4 separate regions of the Mus musculus genome follow, and all the other regions are linked to region 4. A link is a contact called in public HiChIP or PLAC-seq and promoter capture Hi-C data. All regions are on one chromosome and are shown on one strand. Each heading gives the region's core, a stretch centred on a gene start, on an enhancer-like site or on the middle of the called end of the contact. The rest is flanking DNA. Distances are from core to core; before and after follow the strand shown.

Region 1 (2,700 bases), core at 111-2,610, 1.8 Mb after region 4:
CAGCATCTTTAATATGCACAGAAATATATAGAAATACACAAATATTATTAGTGTACAAAGTATAATGTGCAATCAGAGAGTTGGTATTAGTTAGCAATTGATGGTGGAATAAAAGCATGTTTGTCAACAACCAGATTATATCAAAGGAAATTTGAACGACCTGACAAATTGCGATATCAGAACTGAAACAGTATGTTATTCAATGAATTCTAATAATGCAGAAAGTCAGAAAGATTTTGGGGGGTAGGGAGTACATGTAATTTTGATTGTTCCAAGAAAGCTATTAAGTTTATGGTGTTTACATGTAATTTTGATTGTTCCAAGAAAGCTATTAAGTTTATGGTGTTTTGTTGTTGTTGTTTACTTTGTCTCATAACAATTTACTTTTCAATATTATATTGTATAAAATACCTCCAAATACATAGTGGACCCATAGCATAGCTAGCCTCTGGGGTTTGGAAGTAGGCATTTGGGAATAAATGGAAGAGTTCTGAAGTTTCTATATGCCAAACCATGTGAGTGAATGCCTACCTAAATACTCTATGAACATAAACAAGAAGATTGATAGAATGAACAAGCAGAACACAGTGATGGGAAGAGTAATCGGATGCCAAGGGAGGACACGGGGCAGCGGCCTGCCACAAAAAGTAGAGCTTTAGGGAAAAGCTTTAAAAAAACCTATTATTTAAAATATCCACATATACACCCCCGCCGTGTGTCTTGTTAACTGAGAAATTTGCCTTTTTGACCTTTTGTTGGATGGTAACTGTACTTTCACTACAGGTTTAACAGGACTATGTGCATCTTATAACTGGCATTCATCTCCGGCTCACACCGGCCATCAGTGGACCTGGGGCACGGAACGATAACGCATTACCTAGGGTTTCCTACTTCAGAGCTCGAGGTCTCGGAAAATAGAGAAAGGATGTCTGGGGCACAGGCAATAGGACTCAGGAAGTTCACCGCAGGGCTAGGAGGAAGATGAAGAGGCAAAAGGCAGCGGCCAGCTTGGGAAAGGGAGACAGACTTTAAATCCGGAAAAAGGAAATCTCGACCTTAGGTTTGGAGTAGAGAACTTAAGAGACTTAGGCTGCTTGATTCCTACCCTGGGGGGGATTTGACTTCTGGGGCTGAATGGACAAGACAGACGCCGCGTGAAAACCGCGAACTCACACCGTTTCTCACCTGTGTCCCAGGTCTACAGTCACCGCTCTGGATCCGGTGCTGCTCCACAACGCTCGCATCTGCAAATAGCTGAGTGCCCGATTCCGCCCGGGCCGGCCGAGGGGGCCGCAGCCCAGCGGTCGGAGGCACGGGCACAAGCAGCACAGCCTGCAGGCCGCCATGACACCCAGAGCGTGGAAGGCCTGGGCAGCGCCTCATTGGCCAGCACTCCTGTGGGCGGAGTCGGACGCAGTTTCGTTTCCGTGGAGCCTGCAAACTGCCGGGAAAGCAATCCTTGCAGGCTTTCTGTAATTGCCAGAGTCAAACCACCAGAATGCGTTTCTTTCAGTCAGCTTTTATTCCCCCACCCTTATCGGTGAAAAATAAGTACTACCTTAAAAAAAATGTATAGATTTAAAGAAAGCCCTTTAATACTTCCCGCGCCGTGTGTGTGTGTGTGTGTGTGTGTGTGTGTGTGTGTGTGTGTGCGCGCGCGCGCTAGTGTTATCACGGTTTGAAAGAAAGTCTTAGAACAATGTGTTTAATAAATGTAACAGTAAATAAATACTGAACAACTCACGATTATTTGGTTCTTACCTAAAGATCTAGGTTTGTGTCTATGGAAGGCCACCTGTAATTCCAACGTTCAGAGGCTGAGAATGAATCCATGAATCATCCTGGCTTGTTAGACTTGCCTGAGGGCTCCAGGTTCAGCAAGGGACCCTACCTCAAAAAATAAGTAGAGCGCTATCAAGCAAGACACCGTACTTTAACCTCTGGCTTCCACACATTCTTAACGTACACACACACACACACACACACACACACATATATATATATATATATATATATATACACACACGCGCACGCGCACACAGGCACACACGCCCAGTCACCTGCACACACTGGTGTATCCACACACATGCAAACTCGCACACACTTAGACACAAACATAACAAAGCAAAGCAAAACAAAACAAAACAAAAAACAAGAAAAAACTTTTTTTTTTGAGAACCCCTTGAATAATTTACCATTCATTCAGTTGTAAGTTTTGGAGAGGTATATTAAAATGGGAAGGAGTCTATGTTTCCTAATGTCACTCTAAAATAATTAGAATAGTAGTAATTTTGAGTCATAAATCAAAAGGAAATAAAAGCATTGATGTTATTCGACGCGTTCTCACGACCGGCCAGGAAGAACACCACAGACCAGAATCTTCTGCGGCAAAGCTTTATTCTTACATCTTCAGGAAAAGAGAGCAAGAAGCAAGAGAGAGAGAAAACGAAAACCCCGTCCCTCTTAAGGAGCATTCTCCTTCGCCTCGGACGTGTCACTCCTTGATTGGCTGCAGCCCATCGGCCGAGTTGACGTCACGGGGAAGGCAGAGCACAAGTAGTCATAAGATACCCTTGGCACATGCGCAGATTATTTGTTTACCACTTAGAACACAGGATGTCAGCGCCATCTTGTAACGGCGAATGTGGGGGCGGCTCCCAACATCTCCCCCTTTTTCTTTTAATAAGAGCAAATAGGCCA
Region 2 (2,735 bases), core at 67-2,566, 1.4 Mb after region 4:
ACCGCCGGGCAATAAATCATTTTTAAAAAAAGGTTAAACTAAAAAGTTTTAAAATTTTGAAATCCTGAGTTCAGAGTGAAACTGTAAACACAACTCTGACTTACTCTTTTGTAGTTTCTTCCAATACTGAGTAAATCATAGGCTGGAACAAATCCCTGTTTTCCAGTCTGCCCTCCTTCTTCTACTGCACAGGCAGAGAAAGCTCCTGGCTAATGTGGTGTGTTTATGGTAACTCACCCAAGAGTGTCTGCTTAGGGGCTCAGTTTTTGACCATGTATGGACACTATCCCAGCTCCTAGCTAGCACGGCATCATTCCTTGCCAAAACTCTGTGAAACCCTCTTAAGACCAGATGAGTGACTTCACTGACTTCCACATGTGAGATTGATGAGCCCGCCCAAAAGCTGCCTCCTAGTAAACCTGCCTTTATCTACATGTAATATGTTCTAATCTGGCTCTATTTGTGTCACCGAGGGAGAGAAAAAGCATACCATCTGTGTCTTAAGAGGGGTTCTTTTTCAGATCTTCACTCCCAAATAAATACAATTAATTTATATTAAACATCTCTGAGTGTATCAGTGTTTCATGTTGCATGTGAGCCTTAATTTCAAAGTTTAAGTGAAATACTAATGTGGAATTTGAACCTTATTCAAAGTAAGTGGTCCCACCATGGTTGCAAATTCCAGGCCATAAGTATCATAACGACCACTGTAATTCGTCGCAGTACTGTTTTCTTCCTTTCTTTTCTTTTTTCTTTTTTTTCGAGACAGGGTTTCTCTGTATAGCCCTTGCTGTCCTGGAACTCACTCTGTAGACCAGGCTGGCCTCGAACTCAGAAATCCGCCTGCCTCTGCCTCCCAAGTGCTGGGTTAAAGGAGTGCGCCACCACACCCGCAGTACCGTTTTCTAATATCATAATATGCGGGAGTGATGGCTGGTCTTCCAGAGGACCGAGTTCGGTTCCTAGCACCTACATGACTCACCATCACTCCAGTTCTAGTAAATTGAACACCTTCTTTCAGCCTCCTCAGGCACTGCTCACACGTGGTGCACAACCATGCAAGCCGGTAACTAACGCCCATAACACATAAAATTTAAAAGAACGGAAAGACGGAAGTCACAAGCTACAGTTGTTGAGGCATGAAGCCACATTGCCGCGGCCGAGCAATGGAACCCGGAGCTTTCCGACCCCGGCACTGGAGGCTCAGGTGGTTGGGGGTGTGGCTAAGCGCTCTCGGCGGCCCAAAGATGGGTCAGGCCACAGAGCCATGCCAGGGCGGAGCAAGCAGCCATCACCACGCCCCCGAAGCCGTGGCACTTCCGGTAAGCCTGCCCACGTAGAGGGGAAAATGGCAGGCTCGGAGCTGCGGGCTGAGTTAGAACAGAGGCTCGGCGCCCTCGCCATTCGCACGGAGGTCGTGGAGCATCCCGAGGTGAGACTGCGGCCCCAGGAAGGCAGAGGGTCTTCGGGCGAGTGTTTATTGGGTCCAAGCAGAGGCTTATAAGTTTATTTAAAACTGCGGCAACCGTGAGGAAACTTGTCCTGGGATGACTGACGTGACTTAAAAGCCGGTTGGATAGCTGATACGTTATGTAGATAACTAAGGAACAAGGCACTACATAAGTGGCAACCCTATAGAATCGCCTAGGCTGTATCTGGTACCAAAGGCACAGCAGGCCATTGAGGTGGCTTGGTTTTTTACTTCTTTGGACAGTCGTTACCACTGCAGCACGGCAAGGATCATTTCCCAAATAATTACAAAAAGTATATAACCCCTGAGTCTGGAGAATTGTTTTCGCGGTTAAGAGCACGTACTTCTCTTGCAGATGACACGAATTTATTTCAGCACTCACACTGAGAGCTGTTTAAAACTACAGTTCCTCTTTTGGCCCGCTCCCGCTTGTGCCACAAACAAAAGTACGTACCTTAATTTTAACATGACCTACACTGGAGATGTACAATTTTTGTGGAAACTATTATGAGGGTTGGTAAGGCTTGCACGACACATTTTATGATAGAAAACACCTGTCTTAATATTTACTATTTCCCATTTTTACAAAGGTCACATTCTGTGTACATTCCCAGCCTCCAAATACTTTAAGGCCCTGGAGTACTGGTACTTGTAACATTAAAAAAATGTTCTTTATGTACTAACCTGGGGTCTTATGTTCTTCATCGATGCCCTTGTAGTGAATGTCTGGGACTCTGGAGATAAATATTAAGGACTGTCATCAAATTTTACGCCAAAGTTCAAAAGTTATAAGCGTCTCAGGCACCTGATGGCTTTGTTAGCCACTGGGATAGAAAACTGGCCCAACAAAAACTGAGGTCTTGAGGTCTGCAACTGTGATGATTAAGGCTCCCCCTGAACCCCAACCAGGATTTTGCTGCACTCTTGAATTCTTGATCTCGGCCTCAGCTCTAAGTACCAGTACTCCAGGTACCAGGCCTTTAAAGTATTTGGAGGCTGAGGTTTTTAGTTCAGAGATATTGTGCCTGCCTAGCAAGCATAGCACTCTGGGTCCTATCCTCAGCACCAAAAGGCCCAACCCCTATCAAAACATTTATAACGAATACCAGTTAAATTCAGAGCATCCACCATGAAAAATATGTACAACCGTGGATATGTATGTGTGCAATTTACAGTGTTTTTTCTTTTGCATATTTTGCAGGTGTTTACAATTGAAGAAATGATGCCTCATATTCAACATCTGAAAGGAGCACATAGTAAGAAC
Region 3 (2,999 bases), core at 192-2,691, 1.6 Mb after region 4:
CTTCATGAAAGCTGTAGGCTGAGGCATGAAAAGTGTGGCCATTATGAACAGCTCCTGAGGGGCAGCTCCCGATGAGGTGAGAAAAGCAGTGTGCCACTGTGGACCACTCTTACGGCTCTTATGATGGCTGTAGGCTGAGATGTTGTGATACCGCCATTTTGGACAGCTCCTGAGGAGCCATAGGCTGGGCAGCAAGGAGGGGCCTGGAGCCCCTTTGATGACTTTTGTGGCTCAGCAGCTTTTGTGGTCCTCAGAGACTTCAATGATGAGACAGGTGACAAGACAAATCCCCACAGAAATGACCTTTTCGTCCATAAGGAAATTCTTGGACAGAAGACAAGATTAACTAGCTAACATACTAATTGCTGACTTGAGAGCTGGGTCCTCTATCAACAGCTTTAGTATATATTGAAATAGTTCTCAACCTGTGGGCCACGGATCAGAAATCCTGCACACCAGATTTACAACAGTTGTAAAGTTACAATATGGAGTAGCAATGCAATAATTCTATGGTTGGGTGTCACCACAATACGAGAAACTGTATTAAAAGGCTGCAGCATTAGGAAGGTTGAGAACCACTGAAACGTTGAGATCTTCAGGGTCCTCTGCCTCTAATACCCCTTTAGTTCCTCCTGAGCTTTCCATGAACATTTGCTGTATGTAGCTCCTGCCCTCAACCAGACCTGGTACTGTGCTGTCGGCCCAACACACAGTCACCTCTGGTTCTCACTGAGTCCTCCACTTCCACTTTCATGAAACTGAAGTTGTAGAGTCTGCTCCTCCAGCTCCTCACCACTCTCATTATATAGCCTTGGTGGGCCTGGGACTCTCAGGTCTGTCTGCCTGTGGCTATCAGGAGTATTGGGATTAAAGGTGTAGGCCACCACATCTAGTTATAAGATTCTTGGGAGTCCTCTGGCTCTTAAGTAGGAAGAGAGCAACCTTGATACTTTCTAAATACTGTCTATGAAAGCCTAATTAAATGGAGATTAACTGATTTTATACTTGTCCTAATTTTAGTTGTTGTTAACTAAGCTTAGACCCATCCTTAGACAGCAAGCAAACGGCTTGCAGAATCAATCAGTAAACCTCACAGAGCATATTTCTCTCAATTTTGTTTTCAAGGGCCAGGGGGTCTGAAGACCGCTAGGGATGAGGTGGGAGGAGGTCCTCAGGGAAGCCACGCCTTCAGCACGCCATTTTGAGACGGGCCGCGCGCACACGGGAGCGCGAACGCCGTCTCTAAGCGCAGTAGCCAATGCCCGCGCGTCTGCTCTCAGCCTAGCAACTACGGGCCAATGAGTGGAGGGCTATCGTTTGCCCCGTTCTCTTCTAGCCAATAGGAAACGTTCCTAATCCAGCCCCCCCCCTCCAGGAGCTCAGGACTCAGGCCTCACTTCCGGGCTGCTGCGTACGTTGTCATAGCGACCATTTTACGTTAACTGGTTTGTGGTGTCTAACCTGGGGGCCCGGCGATTGCGGGGACCTTGCTGCCCGCATTCTCCGTCGCTTCCTGCGGCCGAAAGGCCAGACAGGGCTGGGGGAATCCGGCCTAGGCGTCCGCGTCGCCGGGTGCGAGCGGGATGGCTGCGGAAGAAGAGGACGAAGTGGAATGGGTGGTGGAGAGCATCGCTGGGTTCCTGCGGGGCCCGGATTGGTCTATCCCCATCTTGGACTTTGTGGAGCAGAAATGCGAAGGTAAGAACCAGACTGTGAACAAGCCAAATATTACTGTCTCTGCCTGCCGGGCCTAGGACAGTTTTGTAGAAGGAATTACGTACATCCCTTCCCGAGTGGCTCGTTTGTTTGCAGACGTGAAATTGCTCACCAAGACTTTTCACCCACTCTGCCCGAGCGCCTGTCCTGAAGACATTAGACTTTAATCCCATGTTCGGCCTGTCACTTCACCCCGTATCTTTCTACCCCGCGCAAGTGGACTGTTTGGGTAACCAGCATCTTCCTCAGTTATTTGGGGAAAACGTCGTTTTTCTTCGAGTTCCTTCTGACCCCTGAGATGTCGCCCTGTGGACTCAGCCTATGAAATGACAAATTCACTCTGGCCATTTTATCTGCAAAGGGGGGCATTCGATTACTCCGGCAGGACCAAAGCAGGCGATGGGGAGGAAGAGCTTTCTAACAAACGAGATATACAAATGTGGCATTCTTTTGAAGGACCAGCATCAGTGCTTTCTGATCGGTTCATATCACGCTCATATCCGAGTTCATAAGACGAATTGGACTCTGTTCATAGAGAAGCAATCACAAACGATGTCCTATCCAACCTTTATCTTGGTTTTTTTTTTTTTTTTTTTTTTGCCTAGGCAATACTTGGAGGGTAGCAATATATATCGTCTGAACTTGTGTCTTAGGTTAGGGGGACAGACTTTTTGTAAAGATCGGTGCAATAGAGCTGGGGTGAGTGAATACTGACTCACAGCTGCAGAGAACACATTTCAGTGAAGGGAATCTTTTATACACTTTTCTAGGATGAGGTGGCCTGCTTGAAAAGTTAATGGGTTCCCAGGCATTTGAAGTATCTGCATACACTCGACAGTGACTGTACTGCAATGCAGCTTGTTTGAGATTCAGCTAACAGAGGGTTCTTATCCTGAATTGTCTTGCAAGACTTCTCTCAAACCCAAAATTCTATGAATCTAGTAAAGAAAGAATGTTGTTTGATCACTGAACCTTTTATTTTATTCTAACTGTTAAAGTTCAAACACGAGTTAAGTGTTTTGGTAGGCAGCTTTTATGAAGGATCAGAAAGCAAAGCAATTGACTTGTGTTCCTGTAGAATTTAGAGTGCTGTTAAAAGGTTGATGAATCATGGGGATAGCCTGGCCTCCTGCAAGAGGGATTATGTCTCCCACTGATTTTCATGTATTTTTGAGACTAAATCCTTAATAGAAATTGTGTGGGGTATGGTATGCCTTCTATCCATCCACAGGTGTCAAGAGTGGCTACATCTCGGTAGTAACAGCTGATTGTGCATTTTTACA
Region 4 (2,851 bases), core at 272-2,771:
AGTATACTTATTAACCATGATAAGATAGAATGAGCAGAGTATAATGACACATATCTGGGGAAGCTGAGCCAAGAGGATCAAGATTACAAAACCAGGCAGGACTAGTCTGGACTACATACATATAGTGAGACTTTTTCTCAAAATGAATTAATATACATCTGATTACAGTTGCGGAAGGATGTTGAGGTAACTGGAAGCAAGAACGAGGAACTCCTAACAAATTGCTTAGTGTCAACTCTTAGTAAAATATGGATGTGGCCTTTAATCTCAGTGTTCATGAGGCAGAAGGAGGCAGATTTCTGAGTTGGAGGCCAGCCTGATCTACACAGTAAGCTCCAGGCCAGCTAAGGCTACATAGTGACACTCTGTTGCAAAACAAATAAACAAAAAAATATGTGAAAAGCTGGATGTGGTAGCCTGTAATCTCAGTCTCTCAAGAGCATAAAGGCAGTATCACCTACTTGAAAGCCAGCCTGAGGGAAGGAGGGAGGGGGTCATGAGTAGGTGTAGGGAGGGACAGGGGGAAGAGAAGGCGGGAGGGGGGAGGGGCGATGGGTCTCTAATACTGTGCTGTTTGTTTGTTTGTTTTATTCCCATTCTAAAAGTTGACGGACTGAGGGAGCTGAAGGGCAAGACCAACAGAATCAACTAACCCGGATCCCTAGGAGCTCACAGAGATTATTAATTTTTGAAGCAAACGTTAGGACACTTACAAGTTAACTCATGACCTTGATTATTTCATTGTATTCCAACCCCAAATAAATGCCGAATTTCTTCATGGAAGGCTTTTTTTTTTTTTTTTTTTTTTTTTCCACAGCCCTCACACAAAACTAAGTTCTGTCCCATTCCCACTAATTTGAATGGATCTAGAAAAGCACGGGGAGGCTAAATAACTTGCCCAAGGTCAGTGAGATATTTCAAACCTCCCATTGTTTCTAATCACCTGAACTATCTATCCATTGAGGCTAATAGCTGATGGGGTGGGAAAGATCTGGGTCTCTGGTGGAGGGATAAGGAGTCTGTGGAGCACTGCGTACTATCGTACTATTGACTAAAGGAGTAGGAGATTGCAGGTTTATCCCCAACTGTGATTGGTAACGGGTAGGGGGCTCCCTAGAACTGGAGGAAACACAGGCCTAGGCTAGTCCAGGGATGCTTGGACTCCGCCTGGATGCAGGCAGTGGGTTGTGGTCTGTGTAGAGCTTACAGCAAGGCTGCACAGGAACACAGGTGCGCAACCTACCAGGCCAGGCCAAGCTTAGCCTTCTCCCCGCTCCCGCTCGCCTCACAACCCTGGTGTGATCCTCCCGGTCTGGGCTTGCGGCCTCTCACCTACCAGCTGGCCTCAGCGCCGCCCTTCCTCCTCCGTGTCGCAGTAGTGACCCTATCTGTGCCCGGTGGCCTGGAAGCTGCCGGGCTAGAGTCATCATCGCCATCGCTGCCGCCTCCGCGCATCCCGGGAGCCTAGGCGAGCCGGGCGCGCGGCGCAGTCACCGAACCCGGGGCGCGGCCCCTCCCTCTGACCGTGGCCGCCCCGCCTGCTCGGCACCCTCCCTGCCTGCCCGCCTCAGCCTAGTGGGAGTGCGCTCCGATATGCCAGGGCTGCCTGTGAATTGGCCACTGACCGCTGATACACAGCAAGGAAAAAATGAAAACCAGAGATGCCAGGCAGGAGGAGACAGCTGAGAGTGCCTGCGGAGAGCCTTCAAGCTGATCTCCTTGGCTTTCTAACTAGGCTGTCAGTTCCAGTTTAATAATTAAAGTCATTATGACAAATTGAATCGAACCAATTTCAACACACATATGTGTCTTAGGTCATAGTAAGTACGTGGTTGATGCAAAGTTAAAAAAACAAACAAACAGGTACTATTAAATACCGTGTTGGGTGTAAAAATCTTGAGAAGCAATAGTGTAATTCAGCTAGTCCTGTTTAAAACACCAGCATAAACCATTAGAGCGTTGCTTCTCATCTCCCAAAGTCAATATGTCTAAAACAACAAACCCACTTTAGCTTATATAAGAAACATTCCTAAGTATGTTGTTATGGGCAAACATACCCTGTTAACTCCTTCAGGATTTTAACCTGGTTAATTATGATCTTCTACTTTTCTAATCTCATCCAATACTTAAGAAATAGAGAATGCTATTCAAATGTCCCCCCCCTTTTTTTTTTTGGTTAGAAATCAAAGACTTTGATTCCATCCAGGTGAAATATTTCGTGGCACCATTGCCACTACAACCCCTTTCCGTTTTCTGTTAAGTTTCCTTTATACTTAATGTAATTAAGTATAAAATATAATAATACTAATACAATTCTATTAATTTTCCCATTTTTTACTAAGAAACATGTTGAAGGGATTTGTGAAATCCGAACTATGTTTAGGAAAAAAAATGCTCAAGAAAAACCCCCAACTAATTTTCACATAAATCATGTTCTACTCCCCAGACACTTGGCAATATACTGGTTCTAAGATGTTGTTGGTAAAGGTAACACTGGGCCCTAGAAACATTTGAAGAAAAAAAACACGAATTAGCAGTTAAGAGTGGGAATTCTGACCCAAATTATATGTCTCTCCAAATACATTAAATACTGCCTGTATAATTTCCATTTGGACATAAACGATAACAAAATGTTCAGGCTGAACTACTAGTAGCCATCAGTAGTACATACACCTGAGAGAAACCAACCTCATACTGAGAAAGACAAAGGCTCCACCAATGTTTGTGGGGTTATAAGGCAACACAAAATAATAACATGCACAAAATATGGCAGCAAGGATACTGGATAAAAACAGTGGCATACCAATAATGCAAAAGGCAAAGTCTGTAAAAGTTAATCATGGCTAACAAT

What was found. Promoter capture Hi-C pulls out the DNA fragments that hold promoters and counts their contacts. HiChIP or PLAC-seq counts read pairs in DNA pulled down with a chosen protein or histone mark. Capture Hi-C pulls out chosen DNA fragments and counts their contacts.
Region 1: a contact with region 4 is called in a promoter capture Hi-C map of liver, with 5 times the contacts expected there. The contact joins the promoter of Pnpt1 here to the promoter of Gpr75 in region 4.
Region 2: a promoter capture Hi-C map of hippocampal neurons shows a contact between it and region 4, with 4 times the contacts expected there. The contact joins the promoter of Prorsd1 here to the promoter of Gpr75 in region 4. A contact is called at or near these places in 2 of 39 promoter capture datasets (hippocampal neurons and liver) and 1 of 115 datasets of contacts at active chromatin or transcription factors (astrocytes).
Region 3: an H3K4me3 HiChIP or PLAC-seq map of embryonic forebrain shows a contact between it and region 4, with 14 times the contacts expected there. The contact joins the promoter of Cfap36 here to the promoter of Gpr75 in region 4. A contact is called at or near these places in 1 of 39 promoter capture datasets (hippocampal neurons) and 1 of 115 datasets of contacts at active chromatin or transcription factors (embryonic forebrain).

The regions. Positions count from the first base shown.
Region 1 is chr11:29,129,404-29,132,103 of GRCm38.p6, reverse strand. It overlaps Pnpt1 (polyribonucleotide nucleotidyltransferase 1), which reads right to left and starts at 1,360. Exons shown (of 28, transcript NM_027869.2): 1 at 1,186-1,360. The coding sequence starts at 1,346.
Region 2 is chr11:29,513,614-29,516,348 of GRCm38.p6, reverse strand. It overlaps Prorsd1 (prolyl-tRNA synthetase domain containing 1), which reads left to right and starts at 1,316. Exons shown (of 2, transcript NM_026465.3): 1 at 1,316-1,432; 2 at 2,673-2,735. The coding sequence starts at 1,349.
Region 3 is chr11:29,245,714-29,248,712 of GRCm38.p6, reverse strand. Cfap36 (cilia and flagella associated protein 36) reads left to right here and starts at 1,441. Exons shown (of 10, transcript NM_025740.3): 1 at 1,441-1,698. The coding sequence starts at 1,584.
Region 4 is chr11:30,884,028-30,886,878 of GRCm38.p6, reverse strand. Gpr75 (G protein-coupled receptor 75) reads right to left here and starts at 1,521. Exons shown (of 2, transcript NM_175490.4): 1 at 1,337-1,521. It also overlaps a transcript of Erlec1 not described here.